2 separate regions of the Mus musculus genome follow, and region 2 is linked to region 1. The links are chromatin contacts, called in public ChIA-PET maps. All regions are on one chromosome and are shown on one strand. The core of a region is the stretch at or near the end of the contact, and the rest is flanking DNA. Distances in the headings are between cores, read along the strand shown.

The links. ChIA-PET counts read pairs in DNA pulled down with a chosen protein or histone mark.
Region 2: an RNA polymerase II ChIA-PET map of effector CD8 T cells shows a contact between it and region 1, with 7 read pairs. The contact joins two enhancer-like sites. A contact is called at or near these places in 1 of 15 datasets of contacts at CTCF or cohesin (large pre-B cells), 1 of 484 Hi-C or Micro-C datasets (bone marrow-derived macrophages), 5 of 115 datasets of contacts at active chromatin or transcription factors (bone marrow-derived macrophages, effector CD8 T cells, embryonic stem cells and 1 more) and 3 of 9 other capture datasets (adipose tissue, embryonic stem cells and liver).

Annotation. Positions count from the first base shown.
Region 1 is chr2:18,819,354-18,826,021 of GRCm38.p6, forward strand. No RefSeq gene overlaps it. Among named protein-coding and RNA genes, the nearest start is that of Carlr, 21 kb to the left of the region's middle. Within about 2 kb of position 2,533, at least 248 of the 459 cell types and tissues checked have an H3K27ac peak or open chromatin away from gene starts, as enhancers often do. A contact at or near this core is called in bone marrow-derived macrophages and effector CD8 T cells, where this site is marked.
Region 2 is chr2:19,384,965-19,391,668 of GRCm38.p6, forward strand. The region is part of intron 3 of Msrb2 (methionine sulfoxide reductase B2); the gene reads left to right. Among named protein-coding and RNA genes, the nearest start is that of Msrb2, 17 kb to the left of the region's middle. Within about 2 kb of position 4,032, at least 127 of the 459 cell types and tissues checked have an H3K27ac peak or open chromatin away from gene starts, as enhancers often do. A contact at or near this core is called in bone marrow-derived macrophages and effector CD8 T cells, where this site is marked.

The DNA.
Region 1 (6,668 bases), core at 1,283-3,782:
TCCTGTGTCTTTGCTATTTAAAGCTAAGAACACGCCTGTGTATGTCTCTCTGTGAGCATGTGTTTTAAATCCTCTGCTAAGCACCTACTAGGACTTCTGCGTCATAGGCAAATGTGTATTTGACTTTATAAGAATCTTGCAAATGGTTCCCCAGGGTGACTGTACCATTGCTCAGTCTCCCCACCAGTGACTGCAGTGATTGAACATTTCAGCCGTGCGGCGGCGTCCTCACCAACATGTGCTGTTTCCAAAGGTTGAATTTTAGCCACTCTGTGGATTGCACAAGATTTTTGGAATCTGTCAAAAACCATATTGGCCTTTACTCCAGATGGCCCCTGTTCTGATTGTGTGGATTCGCGCTGCTCCCTCAAGGGGGCAGCCTCCCAGTGAGTTCCTGCCCACCCCAGGCCAAACTGGTCCCTAGCACCCGTTTCTAGTCTGTCATTTTTATGTGGTCCCTTCCATTTTCTTCTCTCCCTCTCTCTTTCTCTGACTTCTTTCAACTCCAAGTTTAGAAAGTAGAAGAATGAAGTGTTTACATGTTTGAGTCCCAACACCTAGCACTGAGCGTAAAATTGTTTACTGGCAAAATGAAGGCATGAATCTTAAGACCTGACATGGTTTCCAGTTGATGAGGCTCATGGTCTCCTATAACATGCCTCAGCCTTCCTTCAAGGTGGTGTGATTGCTCTCTCTCTCTCTCTCTGAAGGAATCTTGACTTGCATTTGGAAGAAAAACAGTGGCACATATTGCTCCAGACTGTGGAATGGCAGAACTGTCCTTCCTTCCTTCCTTCCTTCCTTCCTTCCTTCCTTCCTTCCTTCCTTCCTTCCTTCCAAAGTACTTCAAAGCCTCACTATATGCAAGGGCTCTGGCTAGACTCTGAGGTCGGGGCAGAGTCATTTAGTTATGTCTGTTTAATGAGGTAGTAAAGGGGATGAGGTCAGCATTATAGGGAAAGATTCTGACAGACAAATGCGGGTGACGACAGGGAACTATGGCAGCTCTGAAGCTGCCACAGACACCTGCAGTAGTAGCTGGGTGGGCTGCCTGTGATCCCACACCTCCTCCAGCAGCTGACCGACCTGTGCTCCCGAAGATTGTTTCCTCGAGTGTTTGTCAATAGCTTGACTCTATTTCTGATGTTGTATGGTCTTCTCAGACTTGACTTCTTTCTCTCCTCCCAGGCCCTCATCAGTGGATTGAGCAAAGCTGTGGCAGAGCAAATCCAGGTTTATGCACCACATTAGTTATCCAACAGACAAAGAAACATCTGCGCCACACTAGTTATCCAACAAAGAAAAATCCACACCACACTAGTTATCCAACAGACAAAGAAACATCCACACAGGGCCGGGGAGGCAGCTCCGTGGTTAAAGCACTTGCCTGGCACGCATGAGGACCTCAGATCCTCGGAACCAATGAAAATATTGAATCTGGAGGCCCATCTGAAAATTTAGCCTCTTGTAGTTAAGACGGAGGCTTCCTGAAAGCAATCTGGCTAGCAGGACCAGCCATGTCTAAGAGCTCCAAGTTTGATTGAAGGAACCTTCCTGCCTCAAAGAAAAATGTGGAAAAGCAACTGAGGGTGATTCTAGACATGAACCTCAGGCCTCTAGATCCATGTGAACATATGTGAACATTTACTGCCCCCACACGTGCAAAACATGCATGTGTACAGACAGACACACACACACACACACACACACACACACACACACACACACACACATGAATATTGGGGGACAGGAATAAGAAGACTCAATCAGTAGAGTGACCCAGGAGGAACCTAGGGAAGGCTTAGTGGACAGAGGGCTTAGAAGAATATAGCTCCGCCCATTCAAGGCTACTCTCTGTGAGCAAAGCCTCACTCAGAGGCTCACAGGTTCCTTGAAAGAAGTGGTGGGAGCCCCTTTGGACTGGGTTCCAAGATGGTGTGAGTCGAAGGGTGGGTCCTTCTGAGAACAGGAATGCTGCCTTGTACATTAATGCATTTTGATACACCCTCACAAGGCGCACACAGCCTTCCTCCTCAAACCCGCCATATCTGCAGGGAATAATCACTGTCACATAGTACAGCAAGAAATCCCGACCTCATGTTCCTCTGTCCAAAACCTGTGGGGAAGAAAAGCAAGGCTAGTCTACCACTTGTTCACACAGCCTTACACAGCGTGTAGCTGCTGGGGACAAGGAAGTGAAGGCCAAGCGGCCCCCAGCCTCTCTGACCCCAGCGGTTGTCACCATTGTCCATTGCTTATAAATTGTCAGAACAAACAGAAAACGTGAACTCAGACGACCTTGAGGAAGCCACAATTCAGGAAGGAGTCCGTGAGCCCTGGTCAGAAGCCTGTGCTTGGAGCAGCCTGGGTCCTCCCGGGTTGAGGTTCCCCCTGTGGCCTCAGCCCCTGTGTGGTGCTTATTGGAAAGTCTTGCCTTTCCCTTCACTTCCTCTCTCTCCTGTCTTCACCCTGAATGGGAAACAGCTGGCCAGCCTCCATCTTCCTTGAAGGTGGTTATTGAGTTCTGCCCGGTTTCGGTTTCATTTTCCTTCCGTATGCATTGTGCTTTGTCACTTACCAGGCGTCTAAGGTGCCGTGCAAGCAGGAAAACTCATTACTGCCACAATGACTGCTGCCTCTGTGCCTTCCAGGAGGCACGAGGCCTGTGGGCTGTAAGGCAATGAATACAACTAAAGGAGAGAAGAGGCGCATGCAGGGCGGGGGAGGGCAGGAGAGATTATATGGAAATGATTGCTTTTTTCAGCAAATCTGACGCTTGCCCTGACAGGAAGTGATTGAGAAAGTGGACACTGGTGGGCTAATTAGCCACTTGGGGAAAGTTAGACAGTATTTTTGTGCATGGCAAGAGGGATTTCCTCAGAAGTGGTCCCAGATCTGAGAAGTTGACTCCAGGGCAAGGCAGGTGCAGAGAGCAGCAAGACCCTGGAAGGGAAGCCTGACCTGCAGAGTAGGTGTCATGAAATATGACAAAGGCGAACCAGGGCAGTCAGAGGTCCCGGTGGGATCAATGACAATGTCAGGCCTTGCAGAAAGGCCTGGAGAAACGGTGAGGAAAGAACACTTACACATGTAGTCCACGCTTAATAAAAGAGTAATTCCAATGACATTGGATTAATAAATATCACTTCGAGAGATCGCTGCACCCAAGTTTAAGACGGAAAGAATATAAACTAAGGTAAACAGAGAAGAGAGAGAGGAGATGGGTTACTGGACGGGGAAATGCCAGTTTGTTTGTACCAGATCATTTCAGCTGTCCAAACCCACTGTCACCTGGACAGTAAAGACGTTGCTGCCTTTTGGCAGCTCCATAGACTTTTTTTTTTCTTTAAAAAGGCTTCTTTTGCAAAGTTGATTTTAACATAAGTCTTGAGCAAGCTTAACATGTAAAACCCCACTCAGGGCCAGTGCAGTTACGTTAGGGTTTTAATTTTCCCTTGCAGGCAGAATTTCTCTCTCTGCTGGTTACTGTACACGCCTGCCAAGAGCATAAAAGAGCCATCATGGGAAAGTGTTTCCAATGCTGGGAGCCAATCCAGGCCTGTCCCGGAGGCTGGTGGCCAATCAATGTGAGTGAGGACAGCTGAGGGGAGACGAATGTTCCTAGGCTTCTCGGGGGGTTGACAGCACCTCTGTGCATGACGGCTACTGCTGGAAAGACAAGTTTGTGGTGGTTTCCAGCGAGGTTTATCTTCGGAATCCGTTAGAGATTGTTTTCTGCCAGCAGGGATAAGCTCAAACTCAACCTTGGAGCTCAGAATGATGGTATGGACGCTGGCTCCTTTTTATACACCACCCAAGCCATCCTGACACCCCCCCCTTCAGAAACAGGAATTCCAGAAATGGGGGTGCAAGAAAGGAATGCAAGGGGTGCTTTATAGTAAATAGTATCTTTGCCTCCTTACCAGCCTCCCACCCCACCCCCTTCATACTGCTCTTGTGGTATTTAGAGTAACACCAGGCTGTCCTGAGTTGACAACTGCATTTGTATCCTGTGGTCTGGGCTGTATATTCAGGATAGATAAGATAGGAAAGAAAGACAAGGATTCTGAAGTCCCTCGAGATCATTCTGCTCACAAAAGCTTTTGTTTAGCTCCTGGCCCCGTTCAAAGGACAGTAGACTTAGAGGTTTCTATGCAAATGTGTCCTTTCCCCATTAAGAAAAGTGACCTTTATGGTAATATTGGAATAGCAACATCAATTCCTGGGTTAATAAGACTCTCTGGCCTAAAGGGAGGGTGTTCTAGCAGGAGGTAGAAACAGGGACGGGGCATTGCAACCTGTCCCTCCAGGGAAAGGATTTTCACAGTTAGGAAACCCTTTACTTTTGTCTGTCCCACTTGCTTATAAATCAGGGAACTCACTATTCAAGAGAGCTATGAGGAACTTTTAGTAATAGTTTCACATAGACCTGGGCATGGGGGCACTTGGGAGGCAGAGGCAGATGGATCTCTGTGAATTTGAAGCCAGTCTGGTCTACAAAGCAAGTTCCAGGACAGCCAGAGCTATGCAGACAAACCTTGCCTCAAAACAAAACAAAACAAAACAAAACAAAAGTTTCACATAAAAGTAATAGAGCTTGTTAAAGTACTAACAAAGCATAAAGGGTTATCACACAGGACACAGAAAAATTTAAGCCAGAGGCCAGGGACATGCGTGTTGATAAAAATCAACAGTAAACACAGATAGTAGTTATTGTTCATTAGCAAGAATATCCTTGCTAAAGTTGCAGCCTACACAACAAACACAAGAAAAAACTTTCTTGGAGGTGTGTTTAGATTCTTATCAAAGAGGCTTACCATGTGTGGATATTCCAAGTCATCACTAGGAGGTTAAAAACAGTGAGTTTCGGAATCTTGTCTTTGCTACATTGTGGGTTCTTCTTTTTTACCCCATCACCAGATAGGAAAGAAAGAAGGATAGAGGGGAGGGAGGGGAAGAGGGAAAGGGAGGGAAGGGGAGATGTCTAAATCTAATTTATTTTTGTTTCTTCTTTGAGCACAACTACTACCCCCCCCCCCCCCCAATGACCAACAACCACTCAGCTCACCAAATGGGACATTTGTACCTTCTGAAAAGTTCTCAGAATTTGAAACATCTTGAAATCACAGAAACTCTCAGTAGCTGGCAAAACTACGCCTCAGCGAGGGCAGGAGGCAAATTATAGTTGGCTGCTTCGAAGCAGCCCCCAGTCCCCACACCTGGGATTAAAACAAAAAAAAAATGTGTTTTCTCTCTCTCTCTCTCTCTCTCTCTCTCTCTCTCTCTCTCTCTCTCTCTCTCTCTGTGTGTGTGTGTGTGTGTGTGTGTTTTAAAGACATCAAAATTCCAGAATTCTCACTATGTTTCCTGTGATTAATTCCTCTTTCCAAACTCATCATGGTTATTAATCTGACTGGCCATACTGCTTTGCATTTCCAACATGCCTGAAAAATACAACTTGAATAGTAAGTATGGAGAGAGAGTGTACGGACTGAGGAAAGAAAGTGAGCACACACTGATGTGTAACTTGAAATCCCTGGCAAGGAACGGGAAGGAGTGTGGACGGACGGTTTTTAGTGAGGCTGAAATTTCCAAGACTTAAGTCAATTAAAAATAAACAAATCTGTTAATGGAAGAGGGCATCATCCTGAGTGAGGTAACACATTTACAAAGGAACTCACACAATATGTACTCACTGATAAGTGGATATTAGCCCAAAACCTAAGATACCCAAGATATAAGATACAATTTCCTAAACACATGAAACTCAAGAAAAATGAAGACTGAAGTGTGAACACTATGCCCCTCCTTAGAAGTGGGAACAAAACACCCTTGGAAGGAGTTACAGAGACAAAGTTTGGAGCTGAGATAAAAGGATGGACCATGTAGACACTAGCATATCCGGGGATCCATCCCATAATCAGCTTCCAAATGCTGACACCATTGCATACACTAGCAAGATTATGCTGAAAGGACCCTGATATAGCTGTCTCTTGTCAGAGTATGCCTGGGCCTAGCAAACATAGAAGTGGATGCTCACAGTCGGCTATTGGATGGATCACATGGCCCCCAATGAAGGAGCTAGAGAAAGTACCAAAGAAGCTAAAGGGATCTGCAACCCTATAGGTGGAACAACATTATGAACTAACCAGTACCCCGGAGCTCTTGACTCTAGCTGCATATGCATCAAAAGATGGCCTAGTCGGCCATCACTGGAAAGAGAGGCCCATTGGACACGCAAACTTTATATGCCCCAGTACAGGGGAACGCCAGGGCCATAAAAGGGGAGTGGGTGGGTAGGGGAGAGGGGGTGGGTGGCTATGGGGGACTTTTGGTATAGCATTGCAAATGTAAATGAGCGAAATACCTAATAAAAAATGGAAAAAAAAAATAAAGTTTAAGACTGACCAAAAAAAAAAAAAAAAAAAAAAAAAGAAAGCAACGTTTGGCTGGGATTCTCATCCTGGGGTTAAAGTGGGAAAACGTTTAATTGCTTAGGAAGTAATCCTATTATGGCAGATTTCATGCATCATGAATTATTTCTCCTAATTTGAGGAGTTATGAAAGAAAAGTGGGATTTTTCTGGTAAGCACATTTTTGAAAGAGCATGTGATAGGTGCCGGGAGACTAAGCAGACCCGGCCAGGCAGAGGCTTTCAGCGGAGACTC
Region 2 (6,704 bases), core at 2,782-5,281, 570 kb after region 1:
AGGTTCAAGGGAAGAATATAGGGTTCCATGCCGTCTCTGGGAAAATTCTAGAAACTCCAGCAGTTCAGTTTCTCAGAAACTCACTAGCTCTGCCCTTTTGGGTCTTATGGAGGCTTCATTCCAAAATCATGAGCTTTCAGCTCCCTTCCCTGAATGTTGGGGCTGGGGCTGGGGCTGGGGCTGGGGCTGGGGCTGGGGCTGGGGCTGGAAGTCCCAACATTCTAATTACACTTTGGTTACAAGGTCCCTTCCTGCATCTAACCAGAGGGCTGCCACCCATCAGTTAAGATATACTACAAATAGATACTGTCCTTTCTAAGATTATAAGAATTTTAGGAGTTGTATGTGACAGAAAATAGCAGAAAGAACCAAACATGCGGTTCACAGAATCGCAGCAGTAAAATGTGAGACTTGGGTTTTAGAACAATTAGCTATTTCTTCACCATCATTTCTGTCACAATGTTAGGAAGACAAGCTTACTTTTGACAGAAGGATGTTGTAATTGTGTAAGACTGCATTCTTACTATGTGGCCCCTGGGCAGGTGTCTTGTTTCTCAAAGTGGAAGATGAGAAGTTGTCCTTGTAAGAAAGCACTCCTAATCTAATCTAATCTAATCTAATCTAATCTAATCTAATCTAATCTAATCTCCAAGGTTCTGTTGACTCAGGATTAGTGTCCTGCTTTCTGTGCATTTCCAGAAGAGGTCTTTCTACTGCCCAGTGGCTCCTCTCCCCTCACCATACAGGCTTACTACTCATAGCATCAAAACTTAGGGGGCCAGAGAGAGCAGTGTGAAGGGGTCTGGATAGCACGGGACTTGCTGTGGTGAAGGACACACTCTTCCTCTACAGATCTCCATAGAAGCTCCAGGTAATAGGCATCCGGAGTACAGTCAGTGTGGCTGAGAAGCTGGACCTGTTATGATTACAGTTTTGGCAAATTGAAGCTCAAGGGGCCACGTGTAGCCAGTGGCTTCTGCATTAACACATGTTAGTTCAAATTAGGAAAGTTATGTGACCAAACCTGAGTCATAGTGAAAGAGCCCAGATCCACAGGCAATCCGAGCAACATCCTGAAAGCGGGTAGTTCACCAAACTGGTAGTTAGTTCAGGAGCCTCCATTATTGCTTCTCTGCTCTTTTAGTTTTCAATATAAGGTTCTCTCTCTCTCTCTCTCTCTCTCTCTCTCTCTCTCTCTCTCTCTCTCTCCTGCCTTTTTAAGAACTTTCGAGTTTTTGCTCCATTTTCTTGCTGATGAAGAAAATAAAAATGTCTCTACCTTCTTGTCTCTACCTACTATAATATGAATATATCCATTTAGATTCCTGTTACTATAATAAGCACAGGAACTAGTTAATTGATAAATAAGTTATTTGACTTACAGCTTTGAAGGTCTCATTTTTTATCGTGGTAAAGCAAAGCCCCAACCGCATGGCGAGGAGCAAAGGAGAGGAAGGGGAAAGAGGCAGACTCCACGGTCTCCGTCAGGCCCACTGACTTATGACTGTGCACTAGGCTCCATGTTTTAATAGTTCCTCTCTTGCCAGTAACACCGAGCCTTTAACACACAGGCTTTAGGGGGCAGTTAACACCAAGTCAAACAAACCACAATAATCATTTCCTTTCTAGAACACACTCTCCTTAAAGAACATTCATTTATAAGAGTGTAGTAAAGGCTGTCTAGGTGTCTGTATGTGTTCCATTGTTGGGTAACTTTGGGTAAGTTTCTTAACACCTCTCTGGCTTGATTTCCTCATTTACCTGTAAAATGAGAATACGATGCACCCAGTTTATAGGGCTGATGGGAGGATTAATTGAGTTATGACTTAATAAATATTAATACGACAGAACGAGGTGTAAAACCTACTAAATACTTAGGACATACTAACAGTGGTATATTTTTAGAGATAACCCCTTACCATTTAAGAGGATAGTGTTAGGAGTATATTCTTGTTTTCTCACCCATATTACCTCTTCATTTCTAGACCTGAGCTGCTTTTGTAGGAAGCAGGGGTGCACAAATGCCATCCCTGCAAACATTTGCATAGCGTCAGGATGAAGTGTTAGAGAAAGCTACCTGTGGACTGGTGGTCATGTTGTTCATGCGCTGGGAGGTGCTCACCCCTACTGTGTGCTGACTTAAGTTCCTTAGGCCTGGATTTCTCCATGAAGCCTCCTTGAGAACATGGACTGCATTTGGCTTTGTTTTCTCTTATAAGTTACTGTGTCAGCACAGAGTTTAGCACGTGGGTGCTTCCTATTGGCCCAAACATTTTATTCAGAGAAGGAGATAAAGCTGATAGGCTGTTTGAGTCCCTTAGCCAATTTTATCTACATACTTCCTGGGATGAATCTGGTTAGTTTTTTTACTGTTGATTTGACATAACCAAGAGCCACCTGGGAAGGAGTTTTAATCACCAGGATCAGATTGACCTGTGGGCATAGTTGTGGAAACTGTCTTGGCTGATGATTGATGTGGGAGGGCCCAGCCCTCTGTTGTCTGTGGGCAGCAGCAGCCTTGGGCAGGTGGTCCTGGGTCGGGTAAGAATAGAGTGTGAGCACAGACAGAACAAGCCATGATCGTTAGTTATCCTTACTCCATAGCGCTGGTTCCAACTTCCTTCAGTGATGGATTGTGACGTGGGAGCTGTAAGATGAAATGAACCTTTTTACTCCCTCTGGTGCTTTTGGTCAGAGACTTTTATCACAGCAACAGAAAAGCCAGATAGAGCGCTATCTCTGAGGAGGACATGTTGAGGCCTTCACGTGCAGAAGCTGTGTCCTGAGGTAGAGGTAGGGTCACTACAGAAAGAATTTGTTAACAGTTGGGTCACAAGGAAATTGAATGTTCCTTTAATCCAATACAACTGGTGTTCTAATAGGAGGAAGGCAAACAAGGCCAAAGAGGAGACCGCCACATGAAACAGACACAAAGGCTGGAGCAATGTCGAGGTTTGCCAGCCATTTCCAGAAGCTAGGCAGAGGAACAGAGCACTTCCTAGGGTCTTCTAGGGGACATGGCGCTGCTGAGATCTTGATTTTGGACTTCAGCCTTCAGAACCATAGAAGCATCCCACCACTTTGTTTTAATGTGTTAGCACCACCCTAGAAAGCTAATGTGATGTGCTCAAAACGTGCTTCTTGACTCGTTAATCCAGAGCATCTTCCCTGCCCTGAGCAGCTCTAGACATGAAGTGAATATCCATGCAGACATCCGTGCAGCCCCGTGGATATGTATAGAATTTAGGATTTTTAGAACTCATCTTTTCTAGAAAAGATTTTCTAATTTTATATTTTAAAATTACTTGTTTATGTATTTGTGTGAGCACGTGAGTACAGAGACCAGAAGAGTGTGTCAAACACCCTGGAGTTCCAGCAGGTTATGAGTGTCTCAGTGAAGGTGCTCTGAGAGACAAGTATGTGTATTAAATCTTGCCCTATGCCCCAGGTTCAGTCCAGCAGAAGCTGTCACCTGCGATGAGGAGCTAAATGTGTCTGTGTGGGAGATGTGGAAACTGACGTTTAGAGTCTGTAAGAAAGTTGCTCAACCTCCTTATGTCAATTTTCTTCCTGTTGCTGAGACAGAACACCAGATATTTTGGGCCAGGCCTCAGGAGGCTGAGAAGTCCGAGGAGATGGTGCCACAACCTCTTGTGTTGGAATGAGGGCTTGGTGCTATTCAAAACAGTGAGAAGGCCAAAGGGTGAGCAAGCACAGTGGAAATAAAACACAAGACCAAAGAGCTTATTTAACAACCAGCTCACTTGTTAGGTAACTCAGCCCTGTGAGAAAGAACTTGAGTATTTCTGCTTAGGACCCGGTCACCTCTCAGCACTGCCTTGTGGCAGTGAACTTTCAACCTGAACTGAAACTACGTTCAGACCCCAAGAGTCACCCTTCTAGTAAGTGCCAGCGCTGAGCGCCAGTGGCAACAGGAAGCAGAAATGCATCTGCACTAAGGCACTGCCTGCCAGACAAGGTTTGCTGTGCGCCCCTCACTTCCGCAGGCCTCTCGGGCTGTCCGTAGTGATATCATTTCCTGGGAGGTACTGAGGCGCAGCAAGGTTAGATGATTTACCCAGGCTCTCACTGCTACCAGCCTTACACTAAGTCACACTTTACTCTCCAGGTCTCTGTACGCCACGCAGACATTGCTTTTTTTTTTTATTTTTTTGTTTTTGTTTTTCTTAAGGCATTTTTTATTAGATATTTTCTTCATTTACATTTCAAATGCTATCCCCAAAGCCCCCTATACCCTCCTCCGCCCTGCTCCCCAACCCACCCACTCCCGCTTCCTGGCCCTGGCATTCCCCTGTACTGGGGCATATGATCTTCGAAAGACCAAGGGCCTCTCCTCCCAATGATGGCTGACTAGGCCATCCTCTAATATATATGCAACTAGAGACACAAGCTCTGGGGGGTACTGGTTAGTTCATATTGTTGTTCCTCCTATAGGGTTGCCGACCCCTTTAGCTTTACCTTAGTGTCTTCACTGTCTGGTGCCAGCGTTCCAAATCCCAGCCCTAGGCAGACACTATCAGACTCCAGGTTCCTCCACAAGCTCCCTTTACAGAGCCTGGTCCCCAGCCATGTCTGAGAGAACTCCCCTTGCCCCCTCATGGTTCTTCTTTGGTGCAGTGAGTGGTACCTGCCTCTTCGCGGAGTGCTCCCCCAGTAGGCTGAGAACTTGAGTGAGGGTTACCAAGTCAACACCACTTTCCAGCTTGCCTGTGCTTTCCTACAAATCCAGACCTAGGATTTTGTTAACCTGAGACTCTGGTGGCACTGGTCTGCCTCCTGCAGTTTCTACTTTTCTTTTTCCCTCCCTCAAGCTGTTTCTGGAAGGGTTTATTAAATTGTGTCGATGCTGGGGTGATGGGGCATATCTACAATCCCAGTGACTGGTATGCTGAGGCAGGAGGATTGAGTTGCCAGACTGGGCCTTACATAAAGAAAAACTATTTCAAGATTATGTATTTTATGGTCATAAGTCTTCTTAAAATAGTAGCATTTGGGAACCCGATATTAGTTTTTTTTTTCTATATTGTGCCCTGATGCCCTGCATGTTCCAAGAAACAAGGTAATGTTCTTTAAAACCTCGTGCATCCTTGTTCGGAAATGAATGCTTCTACAGTTCCATTTAGAATTATCAGTGATTACCCACTGCTTCTGCTGTGGGGGTTGTGGGATTTCCAGAAGTGAGGGAGAAATAAACATGGGAGAACCCCCCCCCCCAAAAAAAAGAACAAAGCTCAGAGTGTATGATGCAGTGTGTCTTCAGTTTGGAAGGAGTGAGCCGTGTAACCTGCTATTCAACTAAATATGTATCTAGTTTGCTTCCATATGTACACCGTTGGTCTTAGATAATGTATCTTAGGCTTTCTATTACTCAGTAAAATCTCCAAGTTTCTGCCAATTCCATCAGTAAAGGTTTATTGTTTCCCATAAAGCCCTTAATGACTTTTTATTAGCTTTAGATTCATTTGTTGGTTTGGAAAAAAAAAAAGCTTTATTGTGTTCATAATTCTCTATCAAAATTCCTTTAATGGTTAGTAGTGCATATAATGCTGGGGGTGGGTGGGAAGAAGATAAGAGGTGCTTAGAATACTGAAGTAGTCAGGTGAATTGGCCTCCCACCCCACCCCCAATGCTAGGGATCTCTGCCTCGTGCATACCAGGCAGGCATCCCAGTGATAAGCTGCAACAGTAATCTCAGGTGAAACCAATTCAAACCTTCAGCTGCCTCAAGCTGGACTCAAGGTTGTTGAAATTCCACTTACGCCTTTTATTGGCAATGTTAACAAAAGATAAAATGACTGACAGCATCTACCCTGATCAGGCATTATTCTAAACATTCGGAGTACCAAAACACCCCAGGGATTCTGCCTAGCAAGCTTGTGAGGCCATCGTGCCTCTGTTGCCGCCCCATCTGCCACGAGCTGCTGGCATCAGAGGATCAAAGAACACCATAAGGGTACAGATGTAATGGGGTCTAGCTTCTATTGAGACCAAGCTATCACTGCAGAGATTTCTCAAAAGGAAGCCCTGACGCTTCCTGGAATATTTCTAGGGGAACAAGGAAGTGCTAAAGCTTGAAGCCCAGACCTTCTGCTTGCTAAGTAGATAGAGCCCCTACCTCCCTACTCCAACCCCCTCTTCCTTCTACAGTCTAGGTAGAACAGTCTGGAGACAGAGTGAATGGAGACATAGATCAGGGTTTGTGTCAATATTTTTGAAACAGACAATTAAAATATTTGGGCTTTGCAACCCCATAGGAGGAACAACAATATCAACCAACCAGAACCCCCAGAGCTCCCAGGGACTAAACCACCAGCCAAAGAGTACACATGGAGGGACCCATGGCTCCAGCTGCATATGTAGCAGAGGATGGCCTAGTCAGACATCAGTGGGAGGAGAAGCCCTTGGTCCTGTGAAGTCTTGATGCCCCAGCATAGGGGAATGCTAGGGCAGTTAGGTAGGAGTGGGTGGGTGGGGGGAGCATCCTCACAGAAGCGGGGGGTGGGGGTGGGATGGGGGTTTGTGGAGGGGAAACCAGGAAGGGGGATAACATTTGAAATGTAAATAAATAAAATAACCAATAAAAAGTTAAAAAAAAGAAAACTATGAAATAATGCAATTCTTATAAAACCTGGTTCAATTAAGAAAATATAACAGTCACAAAATGTCTGTTAACATAAAAATAA